Linked DNA regions of Pan troglodytes: region 2 is linked to region 1. Evidence: chromatin contacts called from public Hi-C data. All regions are on one chromosome and are shown on one strand. Each heading gives the region's core, a stretch centred on a gene start, on an enhancer-like site or on the middle of the called end of the contact. The rest is flanking DNA. Distances are from core to core; before and after follow the strand shown. Region 1 holds the start of TNNT1 (troponin T1, slow skeletal type). Region 2 holds the start of ISOC2 (isochorismatase domain containing 2).

Region 1 (6,551 bases), core at 1,363-3,862:
GGGGGTCTCAGAAGAAATTGGGGTTTTGGTAGTGGAGGGCTCGGAATCTGAGGCATTATGATAGAAAGCATGAAAACTTAGAGTGTCATTATCTGGGGTATCATGAACTGGGCCTCCGAGTTTGGGTATCAAGATTTTGGGGGTCTCATATTCTTGAGGTTTCAGATTTTAGGAGGTCTCAAGACCTGGGGGTGGTCTTAGGATGTCCCGGCCCATATCTGGACTATCAAGAACTGGGATTTCAGAATCCAGAGCTGTGAGGACTTGCTGGCCTCAGAAACACGGGCATCATAAATCGGGGTCTCAGAATCTGTGGGTATTGGGATTTGGGGCTAGGCACCCTGTGGCCTAGGGTGTCTCAGAGACTTTGAGGTCTAAGAATGTAGGGGTCAGGGTGAGGTCTACGGACAGAAGGTGCCCTTTATGCCCCTGCCCCCTGCGTGATGTATGGGAAGGTGAAAGGGGAGACAGGTGGGGAGGAAACCAGCCAGCGGGGTGGGGCGAGTGGGAGAGGGGATGCGGGTGACTAATTCTCCCAGAAGCCCCCCTTCCTCAAATCCCTTCTTAGGAAATATCCTCGGTTTCACCATCTACGACATCCCCCCAAAATAGCTCCTGGGGGTGGGGCAGCTATTGTCTTGAGGCCACTGTCCCTTCTCAAATGCCTCCTCCTAATCCCAACTGGATCAGGTTCCCATGGACTTGTCATAAGACAAAAGAGGACAGCTGTGCTGAGGGGGCAGGGTCTGCAGCCTCCTGGCTGTGCCAGGACCACACCTACCAAGGTCTGTCCTCATGCATGCTTTAGGACAGCCGGCCCCCTCCCTCAGACCCAGGAGTCCAGACCTGAGCCCTCCTCCCTCAGACGCAGGAGTACAGGTCCCCAGCCCCCTCCTCCCTCAGACTCAGGAGTCCAGACTCCCAGCCCCTCCTCCCTTAGATCCAGGAGTCCCGGCCCCAGCTCCTCCTTCCTCAGACCCAGGAGTCCAAGCCCCCAGCCCATCCTCCTTCAGACCCAGGTGTCCAGCCCCTGGCCCCTCTTCCCTCAGACCCAGGCATCCAGGCCCGCAGCCCCTCCTCCCTCAGACCCAGGTGTCCAGGCCCCTGGCCCCTCCTCCTTCAGATCCAGGAGTCCAAGCCTCCAGCCCCTCCCCCCTCAGACCCAGGTGTCCAGGACAACCCATCTCAGTCTCAGGAGTCCACACCCACCCTCCCACACACCCCCAGCCCTATCCTCCCTCAGACCCAGGAGTCCAGGTCCCAGCTTCTCCTCCCTCAGACCCAGGAGTCCAGGGCTCCAGCCTCTCCTCCCTCAGACCCAGGAATCCAGCCCCCAGCCCCTCCTCCCTCAGACCCAGGAGTTCAGGACCCCAGTCCCTCCTCCCTCAGACCCAGAAGTCCAGGCCCCAGCCCCTCCTCCCTCAGACCCAGGAGTCCAGACCCCCAGCCCCTCCTCCCTCAGACCCAGGAGTCCAGGCCCCCAGCCCCTCCTCCCTCAGACCCAGGAGTCCAGGTCCCAGCTCCTCCTCCCTCAGACCTAGGAGTCCAGGCCCCAGCTCCTCCTCCCTCAGACCCAGGAGTCCAGACCCCCAGCCCCTCCTTCCTCAGACCCAGGAGTCCAGGTCCCAGCTCCTCCTCCCTCAGACCTAGGAGTCCAGGCCCCCAGCCCCTCCTCCCTCAGACCCAGGAGTCCAGGCCCCCAGCCCCTCCTCCCTCAGACCCAGGAGTCCAGGTCCCAGCTCCTCCTCCCTCAGACCTAGGAGTCCAGGCCCCAGCTCCTCCTCCCTCAGACCCAGGAGTCCAGACCCCCAGCCCCTCCTTCCTCAGACCCAGGAGTCCAGGTCCCAGCTCCTCCCTCAGACCTAGGAGTCCAGGCCCCCAGCCCCTCCTCCCTCAGACCCAGGAGTCCAGGTCCCAGCTCCTCCTCCCTCAGACCTAGGAGTCCAGGCCCCCAGCCCCTCCTCCCTCAGACCCAGGAGTCCAGGCCCCAGCTCCTCCTCCCTCAGACCCAGGAGGGCAGGCCCCCAGCCCCTCCTCCCTCAGACCCAGGAGTCCAGGCCCCAGCTCCTCCTCCCTCAGACCCAGGAGGGCAGGCCCCCAGCCCCTCCTCCCTCAGACCCAGGAGTCCAGGCCCCAGCTCCTCCTCTCTCACACCCAGGAGTCCAGAACCAGGAGTCCAGGTCCCAGCTACTCCTCCCTCAGACCCAGGAGTCCAGGCCCCAGCTCCTCCTCCCTCAGACCCAGGAGTCCAGACCCCAGCTCCTCCTCCCTCAGACCCAGGAATCCAGACCCAGGAGTCCAGGCCCCAGCTGCTCCTCCCTCAGATCCAGGAGTCCAGGCCCCAGCTGCTTCTCCCTCAGATCCAGGAGTCCAGGCCCCCAGCCCCTCCTCCCTCACACCCAGGAGTCTAGGTCGCCCCCTCCTTGGGGCCCCACCCCACTGGGCCTCTTCTCTCTGGTCCTTAGGCCGCACCAGGATGTCGGACACCGAGGAGCAGGAATATGAGGAGTGAGTGCTGCACTGGGAGGGGTTGGGGCGTGCAGTGGTGGAGAGGCTCTCCCACCCCAGGTCTAACTCTCCTCTCCCTCCTCTCTCCCCACACCCGTCCGCAGGGAGCAGCCGGAAGGTGAGTAGGGAGTGGGCCGGCCCTATGGGATGGGGACACGCCCAGGAGCTCTTGGGAGGGGAGGCGAGGAGTGTGGCACTTTGGCGGGGAAGGGGCGGCTCAGCCCGAGGGCCCTCGCCCGCCCTCTCCGGGTCTGGCGCGTCTCCTCGCGCCATCCCTGCACCGCCAGGGGGAACGTGCCCATCGCAGCCGAGGCCAGAGGGTCCCCCGTCCAGCAGAGACTGGAACCCTGGTCTCTGGCCACCGCCCCCATCCCTCCCCCAGCTCCTAACGCCTTCTCTTCTGTGCCCCCATCTCCAGAGGAGGCTGCGGAGGAGGAGGAGGAAGGTGAGGTCCCGGACTCCGCAGGTCTGGAGCTGGGGGGTGGGGGGGCGGGGGGCGGGGACGCTGGGCCCGGGAGGAGGGGGCGGGATGGGGCTCCCGACGGCCTCGGCTCCCGGTCCTCTAACAGCCTCTCACGTCTCTTCCCTCTCTCCCCTCCCGCGCCCGGGCGTGGCCGCTCCCCCCTCGCTCCCCAAACCCTCGCTGCTCCTCCCTCCCCTCCCCAGCCCCCGAAGAGCCGGAGCCGGTGGCAGAGCCAGGTAACCGCGGCTGCTTCGCTTCCCGAGACCGATGTCGGGGGCCCGGGGGGACCCCCGATATCCTCGGGCCCCAACCTCCAAGACCACCCTTCCCTCCCTCCGCCCCCATAACCCGCCCCCAGGCCTGGCCCTTTAAGCCCCTGAGAGCTCCTGCGCCCTCTCGGGGCCGGGAAGGGAAATGGCCCCGCAGTGGCTTTAACCCTTTCCCTTCCTTCTTAAAGGGACCGACACCCAAGCCTTCTTCCCCAGTCTGGAGGAATCTTTATAGAAGGGTTGGATGTTTGCGGAGAAGCACCACCCCGTCCCCCCTTATCTTCGCCTCCAACCTTGTCTGTTATTTTCTCCCCCATATACATTCAAAGGTTGGGGCTTGGAATTTAGGATTGCAGAGGAGGCTAGCGCTGGGAGTCAGGGTCTCCAAGGTCGGAGGGGGGGGGGGGGTGGGCGGTGGGCAGGGGGCGAGCTGGGGAGAGAGCGCTGGGGTCACTGAATGAAGACAGAGGTTGGGACCCCCTGCACTGCTGGGTCCTAATGGAGGAGAGCAGGAGCTCTGGGCATATAAATAGAGAAAGGTCTGGGGGTTTGCACTCCTGGGTATGCAGACAGTGGGGGTGGGGGGTCCCCACACCAGTTCTGAATGTATATCTGATGCGTGTGACCCTCTTCCTCCTTTACAGCCACCCTGACTTTCCTTCCCTCTTTTCTTCTCCCCATCCCCCCTCCTCCAGAACTGGACTCCAGAGTCCTTCCCGGGGCTCCTAGGGGCCGAGGCTTGGGGGGTCCCTCCCCAGGGTGTGTCAGGCCTAGCCCCTCTCCTCTAAACTCTTGCTAATTATCTCTTTTTATCCCCCACCACCAACAGAAGAGGAACGCCCCAAACCAAGGTGAGATCCTACAGGGTGGGGGGCCCCAGTCATACATCTTCCTAAATATTCCCTCTACCCCCAGAGACAAGGTGTGAGAAAGGCAGAGATGGAGGGAGGAAATTGAAACAGCAGTCAACATTTCTCCTCCTCCTCCTCCTCCCTCCCCCTTTCCCTCCTCCCTCCTCTCCCTCCTCCTCCCTCCTCCTCCTCCACTTCCTCTTCTTCCCCTTCCCCTTCTCCTTCTCCTTCCCCTTCTTCTTCATCGTCCTCATAGTCCCCACCCTGTTACCCAGGCTAGAGTGCAGTGACCCAATCCTGGCCCACTGCCTCAACATCTTGGGCTCAAGCAATCCTCCCATCTCAGCCTCCTGAGTAGCTGGGACCACAGGCATGTGCCACCACACCTGGCTTTTTTTTTTTTTTTTCTTTTTGTAGAGATGAGGTCTTGCTATGTTGCTTAGGCTGGTCTCGAACTCCTATCCTCAAGCAGTTCTCCCACCTCGGCCTCCCAAAGTGCTGGGATTACAGGCGCAAGCCACCATGCCCAGCCAGTCTGTTTCCTTCTTTCCACCCAGTAGTCCCTCTTCCCCTCGCGCCTTTACCATCACCCCAGCCTCCTCTCTGGCCTCCCTGCCTGCAGCTTGTGGCTCATCCTCCTCCATGACTCGAGAGAGACTTTTCTAACACCAGAGCTAACCCTGCCCCTCCTCTGCTCAGAATCTTTCCTCAACTCCCCACTACTCTTAAGACGCAGTCAAAGCAACTAGCCTGCATTCAAAGCCTTCCCCATCTGGCTCCAGCGGACCTTTCTAGCATCTGCCTTCCCCACTGACAGACACACAGCGTTTCATGGTTCTCTAGCCATGCCTGTGCTTTCATACCCCTGAGCCTTTGCACACACTGTGCCCTCTGCCTGCGCAGCGGCAGCTGGGAGGATCACTTGAGGATAGGAGTTCAAGACCAGCCTAAGTAACAAAATGAGATCCCCCACATCTCTACAAAAAAATTTAAAAAATTAGCCGGGCACAGTGGCACATACCTGTGATTCCAGCTACTCAGGAGGCTGAGGAAGGAGGATTGTTCGAACCCAGGATTTGGAGGCTGCAGTGAGCTATGATTACACCACTGTACTCCAGCCTGGGCAACAGAGCAAGACCCTGTCTCTAAAACATAAATAAAAATAAGGGAATGGGGCCGGGCGCAGTGGTTCATGCCTGTAATTCCAGCACTTTGGGAGGCTGAGGGGGGCGGATTACCTAAGGTCAGGAGTTTGAGACCAGCCCGGTCAACATGGTGAAACTCTGTCTCTACTAAAAATACAAAAGAATTAGCCAGGTATTGTGGTGGGCACCTGTAATCCTAGCTATCTGGGAGGCTGAGGCAGGAGAATCGCTTGAACCGGGAGGCAGAGGTTGCAGTGAGTCAAGATCGTGTCATTGCACGGCAGCCTGGGCAACAAGAGTGAAACTCCATCTCAAAAAAAAAAATAAAAGGGGTGGGGTGGGGTGGGGGAATGGACTGAGAGGGATTCCAAGGCAAAGGGACAGGACTTGGGGATTGTTGGGCAAGGGGAGGGAAGCAATGGGGACAACCCCGAAGGGTCTCTGGGCTGGGGAACAAAGTGGACAGTGGGGCTGCCATCTCCTTCTCAGAGAAGTTGGTGAGCTCCATCAGGACGTCATGTGTGGGAAGGTGGGAAAAGTTCAGGAGATACCTGTTAGCTTGAGTCTGGGGCTTAGGAGAGAGTCTGGACCAGAGACAGTTGGCGAGTCCTCAGCAGTTGATGATACCTGAAGTCATTGGAGTGAATGGCATTGATGATGAGAAAAGGGAAAAGGAAAGCTCACTGGCAGCTCACGGGGCTGTCGGGGCCAGGAGATAGGGATGGAACAGCCAGAGGGGTGGGAGGCAAGTCGGTATTTATTCCTGTACAATATGGTAAGCCATATTTTATTCCCACACATGACGCCCTGATGGAGCTTATTGACTTTTCCAAGATGGAGATGACGGCCCTGCTGTACACTTGGCCCCCTGGCCCAGAGACCCTTGGGGATTGTCCTCACCTCTTCCCTCCCCTTGCCCAGCATCCCCTAAGTCCTGTCTGCTTCATCTTGGAATCGCTCTTCACTGTCTCAGAAACCCAGAAAAGAGAATTCCAAGGAAGTGGCAGGAAATCAGAGCAGGCTGAGGGCTGAGCCTCAGAGCGGCACCACCCAATAGAAATAGATGGCAAGCCACACACGTCACTTACAATTTCTTACTAAAAGCTGGGCGCAGTGGCTCACGCCTATAGTCCCAGCACTCTGGGAGGCTGAGGCGGGAGGATCACTTGAGCTCAGAAGTTCAAGACCACCCTGGACAACATAGTGAAACGCCATCTCTTTTTTTTTTTTTTTTGAGATAGAGTCTCCCTCTGTCACCCAGGCTGGAGTGCGATGGCACGATCTTGGCTCACTGCAATCTCTGCCTCCGGGGTTC
Region 2 (6,551 bases), core at 1,946-4,445, 320 kb before region 1:
TTGACTTACTGGCGGCCTCGCCTCCCAAACGAGGCCTTTGTTCCCTTAATTGGCCATCTCCAGGCACCATTCTCTGTCCCCCCGCCGACGCACGCGGGTTCCATATCCCAGGTCCAACTATGCGCTAATTGGGCACTTAGAGGGTCCCAGAAAGCCCCCTCCCCTCCCTGTTCCCTGCCTTCCTATATTAGCCCCCACCTGCCGCTCCCTCAGACTTCAGGTCGGGCTCCTGGGAGGTGGGGACAGGGTTAGGGCACAGTGGGGAGGCCTTGGCCCAATTCCCAGCCCTGCCTCCTCCCCAGCCCGGGGTGCCTGGGCCTCCAGAGTCCCCTGCCCCTCCCTGCTCACAGATTTGGGGGGTGCTTTGGTCAGCAATATTGTGGGGAGTTACTCCAGACCACCCTGGCCATGCACCCCGGGGTCCCCGAAGGCCCTGGGGTCTCCGAGCCCGGCCCCCGGGAGCTGTGTGCCTTTGTGAGCGGGGCGGCCGCCCACATGCTGCGGGCCCTGCAGCCCCGGCGCACCCGGCCCCCCAAGAGGCGGCCCAACCACAGAAGGTTTCTGCACAACCAGATCTGCAGGTGAGGGGGCTGGTGGGGAAGGTGGGCACGGGACGGGGAAGAGGGGAAGGAGGAACCAGCACCCTTGGCTTGGGGAGACCAGGTACAGACAGAGAGGAGCAGCCCCCAGGGCTGGATGCCAGCAACAGTCAACGTGCATTTATTGAGTGCCTACTGTGTGCCAGGCCAGTTAGCAAAGCAGATAAAGTTCCTTGCTGTCGTGAAGGTTGTGTTTTCATGGGGGTGGCGGACGGTCAGGAATCACCAAAATAAATAACTAGCATGGTGTGATGCAACCACATAGGTGACCCTTGCAAATATGCTGGCCGGGGGTGGTGGCTCAAGCCTGCAATCCCAGCACCTTGAAAGGCCGAGGCAGGAGGATCGCTTGAGTTCAGGCGTTAGAGACCAGCCTGCTCACATCTGTCTTTACAGGCAGTTCACCAAGATTGAGGCCGCCACCCAGCGCCTGGCCCTCTCCATCCTGTCCCAGGAGGCACCTCCCCAGAGACCCTCGCTCCAAAAGCCACCCCCGCCGCCTCCATCCCCCTTCCTGGGAGTGGCCTGTGCTGTGGCCCCCACTGAGGCTCCCCATGCCAGCGCCAGCCTGAGTCTCGCTGCCCTGGACACCTCTACCCTCGACCTCTTTGACAACATTGCGCTCACCCCAGAGTGTGCCTCAATGCCATGGGACCCCTCCTCTGGTCCTGATGCTCCCCTGCCAGCGCCGGGTCTGTCCCATCGCGACCTGGGCCAGCTGGACCTGAGGCAGGTCCCACATTTCTGCGGCCCCCTGCCCCTTCCCCAGCATGCCCTGGGGGAAGAGGCTGATCTCGTGGCTCCCGACTGGGGTTGGGTGGACTGCTGGGAGGTGCCTCGTGCCTGGGATTCTCAGGGGATCCCCGAGGGTTGGGGGACCAGCTCCCCATGAGGCCAATCACAACCCAGCCTAGAACCCAGGACAAGCCAGGGGCCCCTCCACGACGGCTCTACAGCCCTCTCCAGGAGCCCCCAACCTGTCCGCTCCCTTCCTGGCAGCCCCTGGGAAAATAAACCAACCTAGACCCCCACTTCAGACCACTGCCTCAGGGGTCTCCTTCTGGGCCCAGGGGCCCCACCTCCACCTCTTCTTGCTTTCCTGCCTTCCCCCTTCCTTCTGCCTAGCCCCAGCTCGGCATCCACCCCTCACTCTCACCCAGGCTCACCTCTGCCTAATGTCTGCTCTCCTGTCATTTATTCCCAAAGATGTATCGAGCGCCTACTATGGGCCAGGCCCAGGTCTAGGACTTGAGGATTCAGCTGTGAACGAGGCAGAGGGACCCCTGCCTCAGGGAGCTCCCTGTTCTGTGTGCATGTGTGTGTTTTGGCGGGGAACAGACAATAAAAGAGTATATCCATGCATTTTTCAAAAAGCAAGATTCATTTCCAATTCAGATTGGAGTTAGTGCTGAAAAGAAAATAAAACACAAGGCCGGGTGCGGCGGCTCACACCTGTAATCGCAGCACTCTGGGAGGCCAAGGCAGGCGGATCACTTGAGCCCAGGAGTTCAAGACCAGCCTGGGCAACAGAGTGAGACCTCCATCTTTACAAAAAAATTAAAAAATTAGTCAGGTGTGGTGGCGCATACCTGTGGTCCCAGCTACTCAGGAGGCTGAGGTGGGAGGATCGCTTGAGCCCGGGAGGTTGAGGCTGCAGCAAGCTGTGATCGTACCATGGTACTCCAGCCTGGGTGATAGAGCAATTTTTTTCTTTTTTTTTTTTGATGTTTCAAAAAAATTAAAAACAGCGACCTGATGGAAGGGCTACCTGACACCAGGTGGTCAGGAAAGGCTTTGAAAGCCTGGAAGGTTGGGCCATGGGGAGTCCTAAGATTCCAGGCTGAGGCAGCACACGTGCAAAGGCCCTGCGGTGGGACATTGAGGGAACAGCAAGAGGGGACCCCTGTGGCTGGAGCGGAGTGAGCAGGGGGAGTGGTGAGAGGCGAGGTCTGCACGGACCAGGAAGGCCGACCGTGAATTGGGAGGAGTTTGGATTTATTCCAAGACAGATAGGAAATTCTCTCTTTCTCTCAACCTCCATTTCCAAGCACAGAGTCTAAATTATTCTAAACACCACCCGAGGAGGCAGGTGCTGTACAGATGGGGAAACTGAGGCACCACAGAGCGCAAAGGACAGGGGGGTGTCAAATTCCTCACTTGATCGCTCCCTCAGCCAGCCCCTTCCTGGAAAGTGCTTGGGTATCTTTGTAAGCCTCCGTTTCTTGAGAGAGGGCCAGGGTTCGAACCGCAGACATGCCTCTACTCTAGGTAAGACGCCTCTCTCTCTCCCGGCCTCGGCGGTCTGCTCTGTGCAATGGGGCCGGCCGAGACGCCCTCTCTCCAGCCAGAGTCTGAGCCTTCGGAGACCACCGCGCGACTCCGCCCCGTCGGCCGCCACTCACGCCCTCTACGGCTCTCCATTGGCAGAACGACCTGCTGCCCCGCCCCCACGGCGCCTTTGCGAGCTAATCATTTTCTTGAGACTGACAGCCTTGCCGGCACCGCCCCCCCCTGGGGCGGGAGCAAAGCAGCGGCATATGCGGATTGGTTGAGAGGCAGGGGGCGGGGTGAGTTGGTGAGCGCCGATTGCGGGCAGAGGCAGCGGCACATGCGGATTGGCCGGAGAGAGGGGCGAGGCAGAGCATGATGAGTGTCGATTGGACGGCTGGGCCCAAGTGGGCGGAAAACGGACGGTGCAGGGGGTGGGCCACGTGTCCAGCCCTAACGAAACGGTAACCAGCCCTGGGAAGCCCGCAAGGGGCCTCAGCGGTGGCCATCCGAGCGCCGAGAGGTGAGGGTGCCCCCGCCTCACCTGCAGAGGGGCCGTTCCGGGCTCGAACCCGGCACCTTCCGGGTAAGTCCTCTCTCGCTGCTGGCGCTATTTGGAGACCGACCTTACCGCCTAGCAGATGGGGAAACTGAGGCTCTGCCTGGGCGTCCCGGGCCAAGGTCACAGGACCAGAAGGAGGACTCCACCTGGCCCCGCCAGAATTGGCTGGCCAGAGATTGGAAGCGTCCCCGGGTCGCGCCTGCCGCCTCTGTAACAGCGCTGGGGGGTGGGCAGGTTTAATCCCCATTTCTCCGACGAGAAAACTGAGGCTAAGACAAAGAGAAACTTGCCCAAGGTCACACAGCCGGGAAGTCCGGGCTCCAAGGCCGGGTTTCCGAGACCGGGTGGGGAAATCAACGGCCCTACCCCGCCCCCTGTTGCCGCCCACCTCCAGCCACGCCCCCTTTGGCCTTGGGTACCCTCCACCCAGGCTGAATCGCTCCTCGTTCCGCAGGACACGCCCAACCCTCTCCAGCCCAGACCTCCCCTTCACATCTCTCTCTCTCACACACCCACCCTCACCCCAATTTTTCATCTCCCAAAAACCAGTTCCCCTCCCCGGGATCCCCTATGAATCTTCAGATCATGCCCCTCGCTCGACCAGAAACTGGGGGCCTTTCTCCCCGACTTTCCCCACCGTCCCAGCTGCCCCTTCCTGACTGTCCCCTGTCCCACTGGGCCCCAGCGCCGACCTCCTGCTCTCTGGCCTTTGCCTCCAGTTCAACCGCACGGCGGGGGCCTGAAGCCATCTTTGTATTTTGCATTTTGAACACTTTTTCTGGAATAATACCACATACGCAGAAAATCGAACGGTTTGCAAATACACAGCTTAAATAAATATTTATAAAGGGAGCACGCTGGTGTAAACAAGTATCCAAATAAAAAAGTCAAACATGCGCCACATCCCAGGATCTCCCGCCGTCGTCGTTTCCATCACTGTGGTCCAAGGGCAGTCACTGTCCTGGCTTCTGACGCCATAGGTCAGTTTTGCCGGGTTTTGGCTTTATGTCAACCCTTTATTGTATATAGTATTGACTAGACAACTTGTTGCACATTGTCCAGAATTCAGAAGAAACAGAATAGGACCCAGTGAAAAGGCTCCTACACACTTCCCCGGTGCCTGGTTCACCCGCCTGAGTCTCCCGTTTCTTGCTTGTTTGCCAGAGATAGCAGATATAGATATAGGCAACACAGACACATTTTCCTCTCCCTTTTTTCTTTGGCACAAAAAGGAGCATTCCATACACACTGTTCTGCTTCTTTTTCACTTCTCTCAAACATGTTTTCGTATTGTTACTTAAAGAGCTTCCTCGTAATTTTTTCTGGCTGCGAGAAATAACAGAGTATAGTGATGGCATGACTTACGTAACCAGTACCCTCATTGTGGACATTGATACTTACTTCTGCTCCTTTGCCCTGGGGAAGAGTCCTGTAATGAATAATCCTGTGTCGTTTCACATGAATGTCTGTAGGATAAATGCTTAGGAGCAGCTTTTGAGGTCAGAGGGTTTGTGTATCCATCATTTTGAGAAATGCAGCTGCTCGGCTGTCCCTAGGAGTTGTTGTGACCCACACTCCTACCAGGCCAGAGGGGAGTTCCTGGGTGCTCCACATGCCTGTCCTAGGCTTTTGGACATGCTGGCCCCCAGATCTGCCCCTCCATGGCTCTTCACTGCCCTCAGCAGAGAGACTCCAGGGCCCTTGTGACCCATCTGTCAGCTCTCCAGCTCCTGGTTCCCTCAGAACCATCCCGTGGGGCCCGGGTGTCCCAGGTCCCGCCTCCTGCACAGGGGAGGAAGAGTTAGCACATGAGTGGGCGTGAGAGGGTCACTCCATGGGGAGGAAACCGCAAGGGCTGTTTGAGAGGAGGGAGTGGCTGGGCTGAGGCTGGAGGGTCTTCAGAGCAGTGCGGGGCGGGGGGGAAAGGGGCGTCTGCATCTTAGTCCTGAGGACAGAGAGAATCCACGGGGGTCAGGGGACAGTTTGAGACAGGGGAGTAATAGTCAGCTTTGTGTTTTGTGAAAAGATCATTTTTGTGTCTTCAGTTTCTCTAGGAGAACACTGCAGCCCCTGCCAAGCTGTATCTGACTCCCTCCAAATCCCACTTATCACAGTTGTAATTATGGGATTAATTCACTGTGGTTTTGTTTCAGAGGGAGTTTCCATTCAATTTTATTTAATGAGATAAAATTTGCACAACATAAAATTGACCATTTTAACCATTTATTCGTTTTTAAACTTGAGATATGGCACACATAGAAAACATTTGCTATGGTAGATGGATTATGTTCAAAGAATAATAGGCCAGGCGCGGTGACTCACGCTTGTAATCCCAGCATGTTGCAAGGCTGAGGCGGGAGGTTCACTTGAACCCAGGAGTTCGAGACCAGCCTGGGCAACATAGGAAGACCCTGTCTCTAAAAATATAAAAATACAAAAATTAGCCAGGTGTGGTGGCATACACCTGGAGCTCTAGCTACTTGGGAGGCTGAGGTGGGATGATCACTTGAGCCCAGGAGGTTAAGGATGCAGTGAGCTATGATTGCGCCACTGTACTCCAACCTGGGTGACACTATGAGACCCTGTCTCAAAAAGAAAAAATAGTACAGGGAGGCCAAGGCAGGAGGGTTGCTTGAGGCCAGGACGAGAGAGAGAAAGAAAGATAAGGAACAACAGTGTCCTCACTACCCAGCTTTGAAAATAGCAGCTCAAGGCCAGGTGCGGTGGCTCACACCTGTAATCACCAGCACTTTGGGAGGCTGAGGCGGGTGGATCACGAGGTCAGGAGTTCAAGACCAGCCTGGCCAACATGGTGAAACCCCATCTCTACTAAAAATACAAAAATTAGCCAGGCGTGGTGGCACAAGCCTGTAATCCCAGCTACTTGGGAGACTGAGGCAGGAGAATCCTTGAACCTGGGAGGCAGAGCTTGCAGTGAGCCAAGATCACGCCACTACACTCCAGCCTGGGTGACAGAGCAAGACTCCATCTCAAAAAAAAAAAAAAGAAAAGAAAAGAAAATAGCAGCCTCTTGTTGAGTGCCCTGCCTCCCTCAGCTTCCCAGAACACCTTCTGTCTTGCCTCCAGTGAGCCTCCAGGGTCTCCCATTTCCCTGGTGAATT

The links. Hi-C and Micro-C count contacts between places; a contact is called where the count stands out from the background.
Region 2: a contact with region 1 is called in a Hi-C map of stem cell-derived neural progenitor cells, with 3 times the contacts expected there. The contact joins the promoter of ISOC2 here to the promoter of TNNT1 in region 1. A contact is called at or near these places in 1 of 7 Hi-C or Micro-C datasets (stem cell-derived neural progenitor cells) and 1 of 1 datasets of contacts at active chromatin or transcription factors (stem cell-derived excitatory neurons).

What each region holds. Positions count from the first base shown.
Region 1 is chr20:57,952,366-57,958,916 of NHGRI_mPanTro3-v2.0_pri, reverse strand. TNNT1 (troponin T1, slow skeletal type) reads left to right here and starts at 2,612. Exons shown (of 11, transcript XM_016936854.3): 1 at 2,612-2,626; 2 at 2,927-2,953; 3 at 4,070-4,091.
Region 2 is chr20:58,272,230-58,278,780 of NHGRI_mPanTro3-v2.0_pri, reverse strand. It overlaps ISOC2 (isochorismatase domain containing 2), which reads left to right and starts at 3,195. Exons shown (of 6, transcript XM_016936885.3): 1 at 3,195-3,453. It overlaps C20H19orf85 (chromosome 20 C19orf85 homolog), which reads left to right and starts at 48. Exons shown (of 2, transcript XM_054673556.1): 1 at 48-581; 2 at 996-1,961. The coding sequence starts at 409. The coding sequence ends at 1,491.